Linked DNA regions of Zea mays: region 1 is linked to region 2. Evidence: chromatin contacts called from public Hi-C data. All regions are on one chromosome and are shown on one strand. Each heading gives the region's core, a stretch centred on a gene start, on an enhancer-like site or on the middle of the called end of the contact. The rest is flanking DNA. Distances are from core to core; before and after follow the strand shown. Region 1 has its middle 49 kb from the start of LOC542569. Region 2 overlaps LOC100274157 (Transducin/WD40 repeat-like superfamily protein).

What was found. A called contact is a pair of places that touch in the nucleus more often than the background predicts.
Region 1: a Hi-C map of tassel shows a contact between it and region 2, with 4 times the contacts expected there. The contact joins two enhancer-like sites. A contact is called at or near these places in 12 of 25 Hi-C or Micro-C datasets (bundle sheath, ear, endosperm and 5 more).

The regions. Positions count from the first base shown.
Region 1 is chr1:222,528,739-222,532,425 of Zm-B73-REFERENCE-NAM-5.0, forward strand. No RefSeq gene overlaps it. Among protein-coding and RNA genes, the nearest start is that of LOC542569, 49 kb to the left of the region's middle. Within about 2 kb of position 1,838, at least 17 of the 20 cell types and tissues checked have an H3K27ac peak or open chromatin away from gene starts, as enhancers often do. A contact at or near this core is called in ear, leaf, seedling and 1 more, where this site is marked.
Region 2 is chr1:222,425,335-222,429,312 of Zm-B73-REFERENCE-NAM-5.0, forward strand. LOC100274157 (Transducin/WD40 repeat-like superfamily protein) reads left to right here. Exons shown (of 10, transcript NM_001148535.2): 5 at 618-752; 6 at 849-953; 7 at 1,045-1,136; 8 at 1,219-1,324; 9 at 1,405-1,491; 10 at 1,594-2,256. The coding sequence ends at 2,007. Among protein-coding and RNA genes, the nearest start is that of LOC100274157, 11 kb to the left of the region's middle. Within about 2 kb of position 2,362, at least 10 of the 20 cell types and tissues checked have an H3K27ac peak or open chromatin away from gene starts, as enhancers often do. A contact at or near this core is called in ear, leaf, seedling and 1 more, where this site is marked.

The DNA.
Region 1 (3,687 bases), core at 588-3,087, 100 kb after region 2:
TTTGTTGATGCAAGGAGGATATACAAGTCTTTTACTTGGAGTTGATTCGTATGCTTCAGCTACTCGAGAGTTACATTTTGATGCCTCACATAATCGCACCACATGAGTAGTAGTCATTCATTTATAGTTTTTATGTAATCTTGAAGTGTAATACTCTAGTTGCACTGTTTTGATGTCAATAGAAATGAGATATTTGAAAGCATTCATATAAATAGATTTTATCATTTCTAAAAGCGTAAATGCAATAGTTGATGTAATTTTAGGCATTTCATTTCCTTCAGTGTTGGCACTTAACAATTTGTTGCCCAAAAAGTCTCAAACTTCTAGAGTGGATGCTAAAGCTACTAGCTGCATAACAACCCTGTTCCTCGAACCATTTTGTAACTGGAAAGAGGAAATTTCAACAACAATTTAAGATGAAGCAACTTGGACAGATCAATATCCCCACGCCCTAGCCAGTTGGGGAGCACCACCACAGCACCAACTGTCGCCGCCCAGAGTCGTCTTCTCTCCCTCCCATCCCCTGCACTGGGATTAAAAGAACAGTTGAAGCTGCGAGAGAGAAACAGAACTTTAGCCGAAGCTAGCAGTAAGAGGCTAGCGAGCCGAAGCTAGCAAGAAGATAGTGGGCTATGGATGGAAACGGCCGGGTGTCTTGTTTATTTGAGATTTGTGTGGGATCAAACACGTGTCATCAATCGAAAGGAGCCTGCACAATCGCAGCTTTGCAGACGGCTGTAGCCAATTTTTTTCCGAATCTGTGGGGGCCTACTTTTCCTTTTTTTCCTAAGAAAACGTCAACCGCCCTACTTTTCCTCTTAGAAAACGTCAAGGGCCCATCCTTTGCATGCGGCCATGCAAGTCAGCCACAAGTAAGGGGTTGCATGCGACGGAATCTGCATGGCCTACTTTTTTTCTAAACGTGCATGCGGCTGGCGGTGCTGCTCGTGGCTGCACCACCGCGGTCATCTCCGTGCGCCACCGGATTACGCTGGCGCTGTCGATGCTGCTCGCGGGACGGTGATATACTCGGTGAATTGGAATCGTAGATCCACTCAAGATTTCATACCGTGATTCCTGATTCGACGAATGAGAACAAAGTCTGTCGCGTAGGAGAGTTCGGCAAGGCCGGGGGACCTGCCGGCGTGATGGAGAGTCGGTGTCGATCAGATCCACGAGTCGGGGTAGAGCAGTGCTGATGATGTGTTGAACAACGTAGTTGTCGTAGATCCCCGATCCGGACTCCGAATCCTCCCAACAGCAGTAGGGACGCGATAAGTTGTAGAAGTCTGCTCCCTTCTCAATACACAGAGGAACAATAGATACAGTGGATGAAAGTTCTTTCTATCCTCTCTTTATTATGATATATATATATATATATATATATATATATATATATATATATATATATATATATATATACTATGACCCCGATGATAATTTCGATATTAGTCCATTAAACATTTTTTAGGCTTTCTCAACACTCGAAACGTCTTCCTAGGTCAGAGGGCAGATGGAAATGAATCCGGTGGAGTACACGTCGCAGCGTCGGCCCTGACCTGTCCGGCTCTGTGGCAGGGCCTGGCGTCTCTACTCGCAAGTCGCAAAGGCAGAGCGGCAAAGCGGCGGCCGTTGAATTGAATGGAATGAATATGTTTGTCCACATGTGCGTGGCGTTGTCGCGTCAAGCAGCCTGACCACGTTGTGGCTTCCTGACTTTGCAGCCCATGGGCTGCTTTTCGTGAGAAACAAGCTTCATGGGCTACTTATGTAGAGTGATGGCGACGATTAGCAGAAATAAGCCTCATGGGCTACTCACAAGATACACTTGAGACACCCACGGGAATCTTCGGCAGGCCGTCTTGAGCTACGCTGCTTTGTATGTCACACACAGCATGGGCGAAGGCCCCATGGGTTCGTTCTTCGTTGCTCGGAAGCTCTTTAGCGTCCAACTGGTCGGAGGCCATATTAAATGTGGGCTTTGCTAATAGTAGACACATGCGTTGATCAAGTCGGCCCAAGTACCTTGCCGACCAAAATTAATGAGCATGAATAGTGGACAACAAGAAACATGCTCTCTTTTATGGGCCATCGCACCATGTACATTTAAAAATTCGAACAGTCAAATGCCCTTTTATTTATTTTTTAATTTTTTCGTATGACATATGAAACATGGGTTTGATGACGCTGTGGCAACGAAGGTTCTTATGTTGGAGCTTGGTTATGATTGTTTCAGATAGATCGTTTGTTATGTTTTTATGTTGGAGCTTTGGTTATGGTTGGTTCAGCTATGTTAGTTTTATGATCAATACAATCTCTGTTTTTAATCTGTTTGCTATTATGTTTTTTGTGAAGTGTAGTAATTTCCCACAGGATTTTGTTGTTCTTATTCTAGGGTGTTATATTTCTTTATATTAATATTCTTAAATAATGCCCTGCTCTTAATAAGTTCAGTTATCAGTTTTTGATAATTTACCTCGGATGCTTCAGGACTATGAAACCTAGAAGTAAACAGGTGCGTTTCAAATATACCATGATTAAAACATATCTCTTCTCTTGAGATGAGCAATATGGTTGTATCCCTTACTCCCTCTGCCTGCATTGTGATACATCGATCGTTTGTATTTGTGCTCTAAAGTATATTTTCATTTTTATGAAGCAATTGATATATCTTTTATTTTGTTATTTAGATTTGGTGCTTAATCAATCTATACTTCAAATAACTCAGCTAAGACAGTTTGCTCACTGATAATTTTATGTACTGAGGATATTTTTCGTTTGTAACAATGCTTACTACTGGAAACAGAAACATAACAAAAAGTTTCTCCACAGATTATAGTAGTAATATTATGCTGCAGGGGTGTCAGTTAATGTGTGGATGGATCTGGTCGGTGTCCGGCGAATTCTAGCTACTCAATTCTCCGATACAAAGAACACAAGAGAGTGGAACAGAATGACAAGGAGGTGCGGGTTGCATGTGCACGTGGGATTGACAAAGAGAGAGAGAGATAGAGGATCGTATTCGTACCATATCGGAAGGGCAGCGGACGTGTTTGGCCAGGGTGATGATATGGGAATATATATAAGAACCTCCCGTCAGTGAAGTTATGCTGCATTGCATGCATTCTGCTGCACTGCACTGCACTGCACTGCATGCTGTCCTGCAGTGCTTCCGTTGTGGAACTGACCGGCCAACCGTGATTGATTGAAGGAAGAATCGCAGTCTCAGTCTCAGCCTCAGGTGCTACCGACGATTCCGTTTTCGTGTGACGGACGAGGGAGGTGTGCTGGATGCAGAAAGAGTGGAAGAGACGGGGCGGTGCGGTGCGGATCCGTGGCGCCGGCGGCACGCGCGCGGGACTCAAAAGCAGCGAAGAAGAGACCGATTGCGCACGTGCGACTGCGCGAGCAGAGGCGCCCGGCCGACAACGCGTACGTCGGATCGGAGTCGGAGTCGGCCGAGAAAAAGCAAAGCGGCGTGCAACTAGCGGAGCCGTCGAGCGTTGCGGCGATATTTACGCCGCGCCCGCCTCTGGCACTGGCTACAGTGCATGACGTGTTCGTGTCTTGTCGCGTACCGAGCCGTCGTGCGTTTCTGAGTCAACCGGCCCCGGCCTGCCTGCGGTGAGGCAGACGGGTGGTGCGGCCGTGTAGGAGCAGGAGCAGGACAGTGCGATGCTGACGCTC
Region 2 (3,978 bases), core at 1,112-3,611:
GCCATCCTAGTACCGAATATAACTCGTCATGTATCATGTTCAATAGATAAGTGTTGTGGAAATACGCATGTTGCATTAGTTTTGTGGCCATACAAGAAGGGATAAATCCAGAATGATGATATACATGATAGGTTAGGGGAGCACTAATTGAAGAAAAGCTTGTCTAACATCCATTGATATGGTTTGGATATGTCTAGGACTTCCGAGGCGCCAGTGCGTAGTCAGTTCCTAAGGCGTGATAGCAATGGGATGAAGGAAAGAGGAAGACCAAAGTTGATATAGGAAGAGGTGGTAAAAGAAGACTTGAATGGATGGAATATATCCAAGGATTTAGCTTTGAATAGGAGTGCATAGAAAACAGCTATCCATATTTCCTAACCTTGACTTGTGGGTTATGTTGGGTTTTTAACTCTAGCCTACCCCAACTTGTTTGGGACTAAAAGGCTTTGTTGTTGTTGATGATGATGCAAGGGGTGTTGTAGCATTTGTGTAAGGGGATATGAAGAGCTCTTTTAATTCAAGTTTATATTACAGCTTGTTGCACACACTGAAAGATCAGAAGAGCCAATCCACATATCACCTTCTCAATGAATTTTGCATGATGTGTTGTTTCGCAGCTACGGAACCTAGTGTGGGCAACCACGAAACATGATGTTTATACAATGCATGATCAATCAGTGACACACTGGTCCTCACTGGAGCAGACAAGCACTGAGCTAATCAATGCCGATGATTGCATCGTCCCAAAACAGGTATATAACCTTTTATATTTTCTGGCGTTAAATATTTCTGTGCAGGTTCATATTCTTTTGGGTTTGGTCTCAAAGTATTCATTTTTGTTGTTGCAGAGGGGCCATGGTTCACAGTCAGTGGCAATGGTTCAGGTCACAACAATGGCCGTGGATAGTAATTTATTGGTAGTTGGTGGCTTTCAAGGGGAGATTATATGCAAGGTATTTTTACTGTGCAAATATTCTCCTACTTTGGTCTGTAGTAACTCATGACAGATAGTAAATCTGACATTTTTTGTTTTTTTTTTTCTAGCGTTTGGATGATGAGGGGGTTGTTTACAGCACAAGGGTTACAGATGATGAAAATGCAATCACTAACTCTTTAGAGATGTATCAGGATCCGAGGTAAGATTCAATGCTTTTCTGAGTCAGATATCTTGTACATTTTGACTTGAGTTAACAGTTTGATTATGAATGTATATTTCAGCGGATCTAGAAGGTTGGTGGCTGCTAACAATGACTGCTCCATCAGGATTTTTGACACCGAGTACTTTGACCTCCTCAAGCACTATGTCTTCCCTTGGTCCGTGAATGTAAGTAGGCTGGCCCTTAACTGTTTTATGCCCTGTAGTTTCATCCTCTTATTTGGCTGCTAAGTTTTCTTCTCCAACAGAGTGTTTCTGTGAGCCCGAATGGGAAACTCTTTGCTGTCCTGGGAGATCATGAGGATGGTTGTGTGGTGGATCCCAAGTGTGGCAAGGTAAGTGAATGGATTTTCTTTTCTTCTATTACTTTTGCAGGGCACATGGCTATATCAGTATGTTGTTGGTCCTAATATTCAACACACACATATATTGTGTAGGCAATTGGCTCTCTCAGGGGTCACTTGGATTACTCATTTGCATCTGCATGGCATCCTGATGGCAATATCGTGGCAACTGGGAGTCAAGACACTACATGCAGGCTATGGGACATCAGGAACCTATCCCAATCAGTAGCTGTGCTTGGTGGAAGGATGGGCTCAATTCGGTGTGTGAAGTTCTCTTCAGACGGGCGCTTCCTTGCAACAGCAGAGCCCGTAGATTTTGTCCACATGTACGATGCTTATGCGGACTACAGCAGATCTCACGAGATTGACTTGTTTGGCGAGATTGGAGGTTTAGCATTCAGCCCTGACACCGAGGCCTTCTATGTGGGCCTTGCGGACCAGACGTACGGAGGCATGATCGAGTTCAGCAAGAGGCACCAACATCATTACTTGAACTCCTTGTGGTGATAACCACTTGAGCGGAAATTTGGTCGCACAGCTGTTGGACCCCATTGTTGCATTGTGTGCTCCAGAGGAGTGCATGGTCCTACAGAGGAGGATCTCATGAGTGCATGCAGAAGTGTATAAAATTCTGGGGGGTTTCTTTCCCTGTTGCTAGTAATCTGGGTTTTGTCGCTCGACTCGTGGAACTGAAGGCGGTAGCATATGTATAGCCTTTCTGTTTCTCGACACCTAACAATGTACATAGTTTGTGTCAGGATATTATCTCCCCATTCACCGTCTGCCTGACATGTAGTAGTAGGTTGGAGTTTTATGGCTTCCGAATCGGGAGCCCTGCATGAGTCCCAGCATTGCTGTCTGCGGCAACTACTGGTCGGCACCTTGTACGTCGCTGTATCAGCAGTTGTATCAGCACATTGTTGGTCCTTACGCTGCAGTTGCAGCATCAGCACCAGCAGTGGTTGGTGGTTGATTGTCCAGTGACCAATGTGTAGGAGAGGAAATGTGACAGGCGTCCTACAGGTTACGCAGGTCGTTTTCTTGGCGAAAGTTGGGGCTAAAAGCTGAAGTAGCTACTAGCTAAAAATCGATACGCAGTTCGTTTTCTCGCGAAATTCGGACTAATTTAGACTAATTTTTAGTCTCAAATAGTACTATCTAGTCAATTATTGCTATTTCAGTTTTTAGCTCCGACTAGTACTGCTTACTGGTATTGGGTTTCTCCTTCCTAAAAGCATCAGTACCACTTCCTCTTTCTAAAAGTATCCGGGTTCGCCACCATTACTTCCTCTGCACAATCAAGTCTATTCTCCTTCTCCCTGTAAGTAGCAACACAACTTATTTTCACCTCTTCTACACGTTGTCTCCACCGCAAGCTCCTTCAGTTTCTTCTCCATCTTCTCCTAGTCCTCTGCATCCCACTTTATTTTCTCCATCCACTCTTTGTCTTTCTGTGAGATCTCAGTGTCAATCCACTACTCAAAATCACAGAGCGGTGGAAGAGTCTACAGATTATGCAACTCTTAGACGCCAAATAAATCATGCATCAATTCGTATGAAACAAGATAAATGGTACACTATAAAATTCTCACCATCAAGTTAATGCAATGTTGAGCAATTGTTGGCTGATAAACATAGTTGGCACACATCCAATACCTCTGCCTGCACGTGTCCTCTTCGTCGGACTTGGCTACCATGCACGGATCACTACAAAAACACATAGGCACTGAAACACCACTAGACAAAGGCAGCGGGTCGAAGACATTTCCGTCAATGGATCCTTCCTAAAATTAAATTTGTTTATGAAAGGATCACGATGCTTAAGAGGGGGAATGGGTGAATTGGGGTTTTCTAAATTTCTTGCAAACCATTAAACCCAAAACAAGAGCCCAACTTCACCCAACTACTTAACTAGATTAGCTAAATCACAAAAGATAGGAAATGCTAAACAAATCCTAAGTCATTATAGTAAATACTAGGAATGAAAATACTCAAAGTAAATTGCTCAAAGTAATTGTGGAATGTAAAGCAAGGACAAGAAAACTTCTCCGAATTTTTCACGAGGTATTGAAGAGTCGACACTCTACACTAGTCCTTGTTGGATCACCCATGCAAGGGTATAACTCCCCCTTAGTCCTCGGCTCCTCGCAAGGACCAAGTGCTCACTATGAGATGATCCTTTACCTCTCCGGCGTGATGCCTCACGACCACGAACAAACTTGAGTCGGGTCACCAACAAATCCTCAGGGGTGATCACTGCTCCAAATGCCACTAAGCCATCTAGGTGATGCCGATCACCAAAAGTAATAAGCCATAGACTTTCACTTGACCAAGAGAAGCCTAATGCATGTGGTGTGTACTCTAGGTGGCTCTCACTTGCACTAATGAGGACCTAATGCGGGATTATGATTTTGCTAATCACCTCACTATGAAACATGGTCTTGCAAACTCAATGCAATGAATGCTAGGTGGTTACGG